Linked DNA regions of Mus musculus: region 2 is linked to region 1. A link is a contact called in public Hi-C data. All regions are on one chromosome and are shown on one strand. The core of a region is the stretch at or near the end of the contact, and the rest is flanking DNA. Distances in the headings are between cores, read along the strand shown.

Region 1 (5,570 bases), core at 2,076-4,575:
GCAACCTGAGCAAGCATATGTGTGGGTGAGTCACAGAGGAGGAAAAAAAGATCAAAGTTTGGCTGTGATCAAGAATTCCCACCCTGACCCTGAGTTAGGAGAAGAAACCACATCTGGCAGGAGACTAAGACTACAAAGGGCTCTATTTCCATAAGAGCAGTCACTATGAGACCTTTTCAGCCCAGCTTCATTTTGAAGGACTGTGAACACGTCTCCAGGAGGCATGGGTGACTATTGATGCACTGCAACCAGCCGTCCACCTTTTAATGCACCCTGGGTAGTCAGTGGCCTGTGACAACAGAACCTTCTGCCCACTGAGGCTGCTGGAATGATCACTATGAAGCATGTGGAGGGAGTGATAGGAACATGACCCTGGGCCCATGATTAACCTGAAGTAGTAATTACACTAAGTGGCCACTGAATAATGAAGACTGAAGATGTTTATACTGATGTTACTATTGTAAGGGAAGTCTTTTATAGAAGGGAAAATTATTATATGAGTAATATATAGAGAGAGTAATACATAAAATATATGTACATGTATATATCATATGTTTACTCTATGGGCATGATCCACATAAATACAGGGGACTGTATATAATATAGCAGTCCAGAAGAAAACATTATCTACTGAACCTGTGCAATAACATGTAAATACAACCGGACATGACATGTAAATACAACCGGACATGGTGGGCTACGCCTGTAATCCCAACTACCTGGGAAACTGAGACATGAGGACTGCATGTTTGAGGACAGCTTGAGCACCTTAGTAAGAGGATCAGGGACGTTGTTCAGTGGCGAAATGTTTGCCTAGCATGTGCAAGGCTCTAGGTTGAATCATCAGTATCACAGTATCAACAAGAGAGAGAGACAGACAGAGAGACAGAGAGACAGAGAGACAGAGATGAAGTATAGATGCAGTTTCTTTTAGAATAGAAACATGAGAAAACATGTGCTATCTTTCTGTGTGTGTCTATGTGTATGTCCCTATGTGAGGGCATGGAGGCCAGAGGACCCTTACGGCCTTAAGGATTATTCTCCAGGCACTTTTTTTTAAGGGTCCCTCACTAGCCTAGAACTCACTGAGTAGACTAGGTAGCTGACCAGTAAACCCGAGAGATCTATCTAATACTCTCCCTCCCAGCACTGGGTTTCAAGTGCTAGCTATCTCCCCCAGCTTTAAAAAGAAAGAAAACAAACAAACAAGCAATCTTGGGTCTAGGGATCAAGCTTAAGTTGTAAGGCAAATTGCTTTATCAAGTGAGGTATGTCACCAGCCCCCTATACAATGTGTGTTTTTGTGTTTCTGTTTGGTTGGGATGTGTGTATGTGTGTGTGTGTGTGTGTGTGTGTGTGTGTGTGTGTGTGTGTGTGTGATGATTTGACAGAGTTTTTGTTTGGTAGTTGTTGTTATTGTTTAACAGTGTCTCACTATGAAGACCAAGCTGGCCTTGAACTCACAGAGATCCACTTGCTTCTGCCCTCCAAGTTCTGGGATTAAAGCTTGCACCACCATGCCTGGATATATATATATATATATATATATATATATATATATATATATATATATATATATATATATATATATTAAAATCAAGATATCACTTCGTGTTTTCCATTAGTGTTGAATATGAATAAACCCACACGGAAGAGAGGGGAAAGGCTTTCCTTCTCTTTTTCCGATTAAAATATCTAATAAAACTGCATATGTAAGAGGTGTTAGAATATTCACTCGTTTAAGAATTCCTCAGGCGAGCACATAATACTGGTGAGTTGAAATTTGAGGTTGAGGATAGCTACAAATAAAATTCTTTGTAATCAAGTTAAGGAAACAAGATAACACATGAAATGTTTTGACAATAAATAACACAAACACAATCCAAGGAGCTAACCATCATCCCCCAGGGAGACTATTCTAAATTCAGAATAGTCCTCCCTTTGTCCCCCAGAAATTCAGAGTAGGGTCTGCTAGGCCACAGACACCTTCAACTTCAAACAGCTACCCCCAAACCTTAGCACAGAATTATGGGAGAAACCATTCAGAGAGCCCCTGAAACCTAAGCTACTAGTCTCACATAGGTTACATGGAGCCTAGAAAGCACCCTGGAAGGGGAAAAAAAAAAATCTTAAAAAGCTATGACCCTGTGCTGTGACAGCTCATTGTCAACAAGGAGAAGGAGGCAGGATGTGAAGGAGTACAGACCAAGTTAGTGTAGCTGACTGAGTAGGTGCTCATTATAACTGACAGGCATTAGTTATGTAAGCATTTAAGACTTACATTTTTACTGTTTTTTTTTTAAAATATTTTAATGCAGGATGAATGCTAAGGCATTTCTACACAGACACAAGGAGGAGCCTATCTGGATTTGGAACTGTTCTAGGCTTCCAGAAGAGAGTCAAGAGGGCTGGTGACATGGCTCCACAGATAAAGATGCTTAGAACCAAGCCTGATAACCTGTATTCAATATCCAGGACACCTATGATAAAGGGAGAAAACTGATTTCCACAGGATGGTCTCTGAGTTCCATACATGTGCTGTAGCATATAACACACACACACACATATACACAATAATAATAATAATAATTTTTAATTTGCCTTTTAAATTTTTTCTAGACAGGGCCTCTTGATGTTACATATTTGGAAATGTTTGTTTCATAGAAAGAACATGTAGAAAGGTTGAAACAAGTGGCTGACTGTAAAACAATCCTCAATTTTGGACTCTACTTGGCTGAATACAACATTCAAAGAAGCTTATGCTTCCAGTCCTCTTTCCACTACTACAAAGCAAACCTGATGTTAGCCAGGCAGAGTGGTGCTCTCCTGTGATACCAGCACTCTGGAGGCTAAGGCAGGAGGACCGTACCGCCTTGAGTTAGAGACCAACCTGAGGGACACATGGAGTTTCAGGTTAGCCTGGACTACAAAGTAATGTCATGCCTGAAAAAGACAGAGAGAAAGAGAGAGGGGGAGGGAGGAACAGAGGAGGGGAGGGGAGGGGAGGGGAGAGGAAGGGAGGGGAGGGGAGGGGAGGGAAAAGTGATAGCAGGCCGTGGTAGTGCACATACTTCTTTCTAGCACTCAGGATGTAGAGGCAGGTGGATTTCTGAGTTTGTGGCCAGCCTGATCTACAGAGTAAGTTCCAGGACAGCTGGGGCTACACAGAGAAACAAAGCATTTAAATTTAATTAATTAATAAATTGATAACATATAAGAAGGAAAAGAAAGTGAAAGTGACCTTCGCCTCTGAGCTAAGGCCGTTGGGCTTCCTCAGGAAGAGTCTGCCAGGCACCATGACCAGCTTAGTCATCACCCTTGCTGAGTGAGTGAGATCAACACAGGAAATCAAACGCTGAAAGGATACAGATGAAACTGAAAGCCTTTCTTGAGGGTTTTGAACAGCTCCTCCTTCCCATGATGCAATGCTTTTTTTCTCCTTGGGTGTCCTTCTGTCTTGCCGTGTCAGTGAATCCAAAAGTGAGTTTCCCTCTTGTGTTATCTCCTTTTCTCCATCTATCAAAATCATTTAGTTGACAGCCGATTTCTCCTCACTCTTCCTTCAGCCTACCTTCCTTGCCTCTTGTCCGCACCCACCAGCCATCCAACTCTTCAGCAAAGTCCTCTAATCTTGTCAACAGTTCCACGTCTGTGTGTCCCATTTCAAACTCCAACACTAATATATATATGTATGTGTGTGTGTGTGTATATATATATATATATATATATATGTGTGTGTGTGTGTGTGCGCCTGTTAGAGATTTGTTTCATTAGATTAACTGAAGTGGAAAGATCCACCCAAAATGTAGCTTGTACCACTTCATGGGCTGGGTCCTGGACAGAGTACACTCCATAGCATCCACTCAACTCCCTCTGCTTCCTGATTATTGTGGGTGTGCTGCGACTGGCTACATCTCCGAGCACCTGCAGCCATGACTTCCCCTCCCCTTTGTGGTGGACTGAACCTTCAAAGTGTGAGCCCAAATAAACCCTTCCTTCTTCTGGTTGCTTTGTTTCTGGGCATTGTATCATAGCAACAGAAAAGAAGCGGGGGGCTACCACAGGAATCACACTGTTGATGGTGGCCTCCTAAACAACTTCATTCTGGCAGCCTCTGCTCCTTCAGTCTGCCTTGTCCACCACTTCATCCTTTTCACATGGCAATCATGTTTCCTGAGTCTTCTGTGGCTCCTCTTCCAATATGTCTGTCGATGGTTTGTGCCCATGCAAACGCATATGGAGACATCACTCCTCAGTGAGGCAGGACTCTGAGGTAAAGCCTGGTGGGTATCTAGTCACAGGGCCATGAATGGATCAATGTCTATGGTGGGTCATCCTCTCTTTCCCTTGCAGGAGCCTGCTTACCTGTTCACCTTCCTTAATGAGATGTATAAGATAAACTCCAGAAACCAAGCAAATGTGACAGCCCCATCTCAGCTTTTATGCTTAAGAACCATCCATCATATTAAACTGCCTAGTCTCTGTCCATCTATTATAGCGACAGAAGAAAAGTCCAGACAGCTCTCAGTTATATATGGGGTGAAACTGAATGTAGAGAGAATATCTTGTGTATTGTATGGATGGATCACCTGTCAATTTAAACACCTATGGCCTATGGCTCAGGCAGGAAATGGGAGGTAGGCCATCCAGGAGGAGAAAGGATTCTGGGATAGAGCCAGGCACGGGAAGATCCGCCCCTGGAAGATGTAAGGAGATGGGCACATAGTACCTGAGCACAAGTAACCAACCACATAGCAGAAGGTAGATTAAAATAAATGGGTTGCCTGAAGTTAAGATTCTAGTCAGAGAAGAGCCTAGCTGTATGGCCAAGGTAGTTGTAAATGTATTTTGAGTATGAGTCATTTCTGGGAGCATGGGGTTGGGAGGAAAAACCAGGCCTAACTTAACAATTGAACACTTGAGTCAGGCCGATCACATGACCTTAGGCAAGATGCTGGACTGCCTGCAAAGTTGACTGACAGAGAGAGAGAGGGAGAGAGGGAGAGAGGGAGAGAGAGAGAGAGAGAGAGAGAGAGAGAGAGAGAGAGAGAGAGAGAATGCGAATGCTTTTTCGTGCATGCATTCCACAGGGAGATCAGAGGACAACTCTTCTTTTACTCACTGAACTGTCTTCCAGACTTTTCTTTTCTCTTCTTTCTTTTTCTTTCCCTTTCGTCCTTTCTTTCTCTCTTTCTTTCTTTCGGACGAGATCTCACCATCCTGGAACTTGATATGTAGATTAAACAGCCCTCAATCTCAGGAAGAGCTGCCTTCCTCTGCCTCCCCAGTGGTGGGGGTCAAAGTCTGTACCGCCACCACTAAGTCCAGCTTTACTCTGACTTCTGGATTTGTATCTGATATACTCTGGTTGTTAGTTACTGGCATCCTTTCAGTCACTCCGTTCTTTCTTCTCTAGTGTCCCCTGGCAGCCTCCTCTCCCCTTCTATCAATGTGGATTCTAATCTTTTAGGCCAACTCTCATGTATTGCAAGCTGGCCTTAAACTCGGTGTGTAACTGAGGATGACTTAGAACGTCTGATTTCCCCTCTCTATCGCTGCCCCTGCCCCTG
Region 2 (5,570 bases), core at 1,267-3,766, 430 kb after region 1:
GGAGAAAATGAAAGGTCTTATATATAAAATATTAAGTTAAACAAAACAAAACAAAATGTAGCCCTGGTGAATTGGGTATATAATCACCAATATATAGGAAGCCAGGAGGATTTCAAGTTCAAATTCTTGCTGGGTTACACAGACTGAGTTCAATAGTAGTCTGGACAATTTAGTAACACCCTATCTCAATACAGAAAAGAAACAAAAAAGATTAGGGAAGGGGCTAGGGAGATTGCCCAGTTAGTAATGTGCTTGCTAGACAAGTTTGAAAGCCTGAGTTTGGAACCCCAGGACCCATGTAAAAAGCTGGATGTGGTGGCACCTCTGCATTGGGGAGGTGAAGGCAGACGGACCTCTGGGACTTGCTTGATAGCTTAGCAGTACAGGTGATCTTTATACTCAGTGGGAGACTCTGTCTCAGAAAATATGGTACACAAATAGTGATGAGGACCCATGACGATGTTATCTACAGGTATGTGCCCCCCCCCTCTCTGTGTGTGTGTGTGTGTGTGTGTGTGTGTGTGTGTGTGCAGGCTTGGGATATAGACCGATCCTATATAGAATGCCAGCCTAGTATGTAAAAGGCCCTAGATTCAATCACATTATTTTAATAAACAAAAAAGTGCATAAATAAAAATAAAATCTAGTCAATAACATAATTTAAAGTCCATGGCCAAATTTTCATTCACCCAAAATCATGGAAAGTTTCCCATAGGATGAATAGGGCAGAAATATCAACAGACCAGCCAAAAGAAAGGTGGGTACGATCTCTTAAAATGTTTTATAGTATGTATGTATGTATGTATGTATGTATGAATGTATGTATCATCTATCTATCTATCTATCTATCTATCTATCTATGCATCTATCTATCTTCTATCATCTCCAACTATTACCTAGTAACCTCATCAAGTCTCCAAAGCAGGTATCTGCTAAGAAACTGTTGGCCACACATAATCCTGGATTATTTCCTGGAGACAGACATGAACTTTGCAGGCATATAGAGAGAAAACAGGATGCTGGAAGAGAGATCCCACAGAGGAGGATTTATGTCGATTCGTCATGCAGGGTCCCAAGGCTCCAGATTTATATCCTCGTGGTCCGGCCTCAGAGATGAGTGCAAACAAGCCAGGCATTTGAACTTGGAGCAGCAAATGGAAAGGACTGAGGATGATGGATGGATCTCAGGGATGCAGCAGAGGAAGGAGAGGAGCTGCCTAGAGGTCTCCACGGCCCCAACCTCTACAGAGTGTGGGAGCTGTTAGGCGGAGAGTGAACTTAGGGGAAATACTGTTAGGCTGTGTTTAGATCCCATGAACCTCAGGTGTTGGCAGGACATCTGGGGGAAGATGTCCAAAGACAGTCAGGACTGCATTACTGACACACTAGGCAAGAAGTTGGAGTTGAATTTGGTGGAGTCTTCCAAACAAAAGCAGCTGCAGAGGGATGAAGATAAACTCAGGGAAACAATTACATTGGGAACAAGTAAGCTCTGTGCAATAAGAAACCTTGAACGTTTTTTGGCACCGATGATGATTGAGCCCAGGAAAAGATCTGTTTGCTGTTTGTTTAAATGCATAAAGTGTGAAGGGAGCTGAAGCACAAACACGGTCTGAGAAGGCCCCGGGGTTGGAGAGGTGAAAAGGTCCAGGGAAGAGGGCTGCAGAGCCATGCTAGCCAGATTGCTTGTCCAGCCGTGCGCAGACCAAAGACAGACTAACTTCCTTAGGGTGGCAACAAGACTTGCAGTGGTGGGGAGAATCTGAACCTCATCTGGTGACTATGAGGTCACCAGGAAGTCAGGAGATGATGTCAACAAAGGCACGTTCAAGAACACTCACCAGATGACACAACTTCACATGAAGATGTGCACACCCTAGAGCAAGATGGTGGCAAGTAGCACAGAGAGCCTGGGAGAGGTCAATTCTACCCTTTGTGTAGGATTGCCACTAAAGAGCAATGTGTGTGTGTGTGTGTGTGTAGGGATAAGGCTGGGTTGAAATGTAGCTCAGTTGGTATACTACTAACCCAGTTTTCAAAAAGCTCTGGCCTCCATCCCCAGTGCTATGGAACCCAGGAGTGGTGGCATACACCAGCAATACCAGCAATCTAATGGATGTGGGAAGATTCGAAGTTCAAGACCATCCTTGGCTACATAGTGAGCTCAAGTACACGGCAGCTATGCAAACAAACAAAATAATAATAATTAAAAAGCCAGGGTAGGATTATTGCTAGAAAGCAATTACCAGGGAAAGCCAGGTTTGGGGCTGACCAGAAAAGGAAGACGTCTACAAAAAGATGGAGATGTGGAAGGAAGTACTGAGTACAGAATGGAAGCATTTCATCATGATTAATTCACAAGCAACTCTCGGAGCACTGGGCAGGGAGCTGATGAAAGAACTTGGCGGGCAGGATCTCTGCCTGAAGGAGCAGCGAGCCAGCAAGGGAGGATGCCGACAGTCAAGTGGTCATTCAATGTAGACCGATGGTGTGCTAGGAGGGCAGGCACAGGACAGTGCTGCTGGGCCCACTGTGATGCCACCGAGGGTTCCCATGACAGGCACGACATGAATCGGTCTCCAAACTATGAGTCACAATTTGGAGTGAAATTACTCAAGGGCTTTAGCCTAATTTCATCACGCTGCCTAACAGGTGGGGAAATACCCTGTTCAAATTAAACAGGAAGCTATTGAAAAGTAGCAGAAGGAGATTAACATTCCGCAGTTGGTACAGCTAGTTCTCCTGAGAGGGAGGAACAATCCCACCAATTAAAAATCATCTTATAACAGTGATGCCTTTACTGCTGATCTGGATTTTTTTCCACTGCAGTGTAGCCATTAAGGGTATTTCACTTGCAAAATATCCCATTTTGGTTTCTTTAAAATGACGTGTGGGTTCACTGAGCATTCTGGCAAACAAATTGTACCAGCTGCACTTGGGTATAACCCCAAACTCAAAGCCCCTGAATCCAATCTGGACACTATCCAGGCAACTGGCTCATTCCAAAATTCTTTTCTCATAGTGTGTTTATTAAGAATTTCAATACCGAAGGCACCCTAAATATGCATGAGAAAGCTGGGGACTCCATCTGTAACTGAAACTTACAAGTGGCTGGATGCAATTCACTAATGTCTTCAAAAGACATACAAATAATTACTAAGTGAGCAAGGAGAAAAAAATTCATCTCCTTCCTTAAAAATGTATGTGTCTGGGTCAAGGGTCATGCATGCCCATGTGCACACGGGCAAGCCAGAGGACCAACCTCAAACATCATGATGTGGGTAGCATCCACTTCACTTTTATTCTTTCTTTATTGGAAATAATTTTTCTATACAATATATTCTGATCCCAGATTCCCCTCCATCAGCTCCCCAAAATCTGTCCCACCTCTCTACCCATCCAACCCTGCCCCGTCTTCTCTCTCTCTCTCTTTAGAAAACAAAATAGGCAAAAGAATAAAGAAATAAAGCAGAATAAAACAAAACAGGAAAAATAGAAAAAGCATGAGACACTCAGGTATACACACACACATGCACACATGTATACACACACACTCACATACATACACACTAGTGTGCATGCACATACACACACACACACACACACACACACACACACACACACATGCATGCACACGTATATACACACAAACCCCATAAAAACATAATAGGAGAAACCATGAAGCAAAAGAGCTGTAATGTTAAAACCAAAGTGCAAACATAACATTATGAGACAAAACAGCTCCCAAAGTCTCATGGAGTTAGTTTTGTGTTGACCAGCTACTGCTAGGCATGGGGCATAGGTTTGATTTGTATACCCAGTGAGACTCTACTGAAAAAAAAAAAACTGATTTTTTTTTCCTTGAGAGCAGCTGTCAGTTGGAGATAGCTTGTTACCCATCCGGATTATTTGTGAAGACAGGGTCTGTCACTCTCACTAATTAGGCAAACCGGTATGACCAATGAGACCCAGGGATGTGCGCTCCTACTTCCACCTCTCCAGCACTGGATTTCCAGTGGGTGACGCCACTCCTGGCTTTTTGGTTGATTGGTTCTGCAGTGTGAACTCCATTTCCCCATGCTTGCAAGCACTTTACTGTCTTAGCCATCTCCCCAACCCAGGGCCACCTCTTTATGAAGAAGAAATATGTACCCTTACCATCTAGTCTTATCAGGTCAGGAACCAAATAGGCTTTTCCTGGCCTTCCATACTGTACCTATGTCACAGAAAATTCTGGTTAATGTTTATAAATAAATACCTAACCCAGGGAGGAAATATGGCAGCCAATTCCCAGGGCCTGGCCTAACTAGGTCAGGACTTATTTTATCAGGTCTTCAGGTTTTTCACTCAGAAGAAATTATTCCCAACAGTGTGTTCCTGTATAACTCAAAATATTTTGAAAGATAATATAACAAACACTAATGTCTGAAACTGGAAAACTATCAAAGACAGCAGGAAGGATGATGCATGCTCTTAAGAATGGCTTAGACTTGGCTGACACATTTCTTCAGGTGAACAAATGCCTAACTGCTGCTTGGGAAGGGATGTGGAGACACTTCATCAAAGGCACATCGCTGAAAACCATCCAGAAGGATCTCTATTGAGAAATCTCTACTTCCCTCACAGTGAGCACAAAACAATAATTTCCTCCCAAGCACAATCAAGGCCACACCACTGACAGCCCCAAACTTTCTAAGCAGGCCCAAGAACAGCTCCTATTGTCTTGGTTTCATCTCCTTCTTCTGATGAGGGGAGTCATAAAAAAGGTATCTCTATCATTAAAAATACAAACAAACAAACAAACAAAACCAGAAAGAAGCCACTACTTAGAAGGCAGAAGCAGGAAGATCTTGAACTTTCTGGTCTGGCTGATCAGGACAGCTTGGTCTATATAGTGAACCACAAGACAGACAGAGCTGTGTAGAGAAACAACATATGTTGTCTGGAAAAAAATAACAAAACAAACGAGAGAGAGAGAGAGAGAGAGAGAGAGAGAGAGAGAGAGAGAGAGAGAGAGAGAGAGAGAATGAAAGACTAAGAAAGGAAGGAAGGGAGAGAGAGAAAGGGAAAGCAAAGGACAGGACAGGACAGGGAACGGGAAAGGGAAAGGGAAAGGGAAAGGGAAAGGGAAAGGGAAAGGGAAAGGGAAAGGGAAAGGGAAAGGGAAAGGGAAAGGGAAAGGGAAAGGGAAAGGAGGGGAGGGGAGGAGAGGGGAGGGGAGGGGAGGAGAAACAAGAAAGAATTGGAGTGAGAGAAGTGGAAATTATGTAAATACAGAACTCACGTATGAAATTCTAAAATCACAAATTTTCTAACCTAAAAAGATCAACACAAAGGCAAACTGTTGATGTAAATGGGACTGGAATCTACCTCGCTTTGGTTGTTGATGTAGATGGGACTGGAATCTACCTTACTTTGGTCTCTCTGCTTCGCAAGGAATCACACAGACGACTCTGAATCTCACAGACAACCAAGAAAGCAAACCCCAACTGCACACTGTATTTTAACCTAAAATTAAAATTTCATTTTCCCATTATTATGGGTGGCTCAAGTCAATACTTGCTTTTTTA

Evidence for each region. A called contact is a pair of places that touch in the nucleus more often than the background predicts.
Region 2: a Hi-C map of muscle stem cells shows a contact between it and region 1, with 2.3 times the contacts expected there. The contact joins two enhancer-like sites. A contact is called at or near these places in 1 of 484 Hi-C or Micro-C datasets (muscle stem cells) and 1 of 115 datasets of contacts at active chromatin or transcription factors (bone marrow-derived macrophages).

What each region holds. Positions count from the first base shown.
Region 1 is chr10:12,871,721-12,877,290 of GRCm38.p6, forward strand. No RefSeq gene overlaps it. Among named protein-coding and RNA genes, the nearest start is that of Utrn, 13 kb to the left of the region's middle. Within about 2 kb of position 3,326, at least 171 of the 459 cell types and tissues checked have an H3K27ac peak or open chromatin away from gene starts, as enhancers often do. A contact at or near this core is called in bone marrow-derived macrophages and muscle stem cells, where this site is marked.
Region 2 is chr10:13,302,260-13,307,829 of GRCm38.p6, forward strand. The region is part of intron 1 of Phactr2 (phosphatase and actin regulator 2); the gene reads right to left. Among named protein-coding and RNA genes, the nearest start is that of Gm46211, 79 kb to the left of the region's middle. Within about 2 kb of position 2,517, at least 77 of the 459 cell types and tissues checked have an H3K27ac peak or open chromatin away from gene starts, as enhancers often do. A contact at or near this core is called in bone marrow-derived macrophages and muscle stem cells, where this site is marked.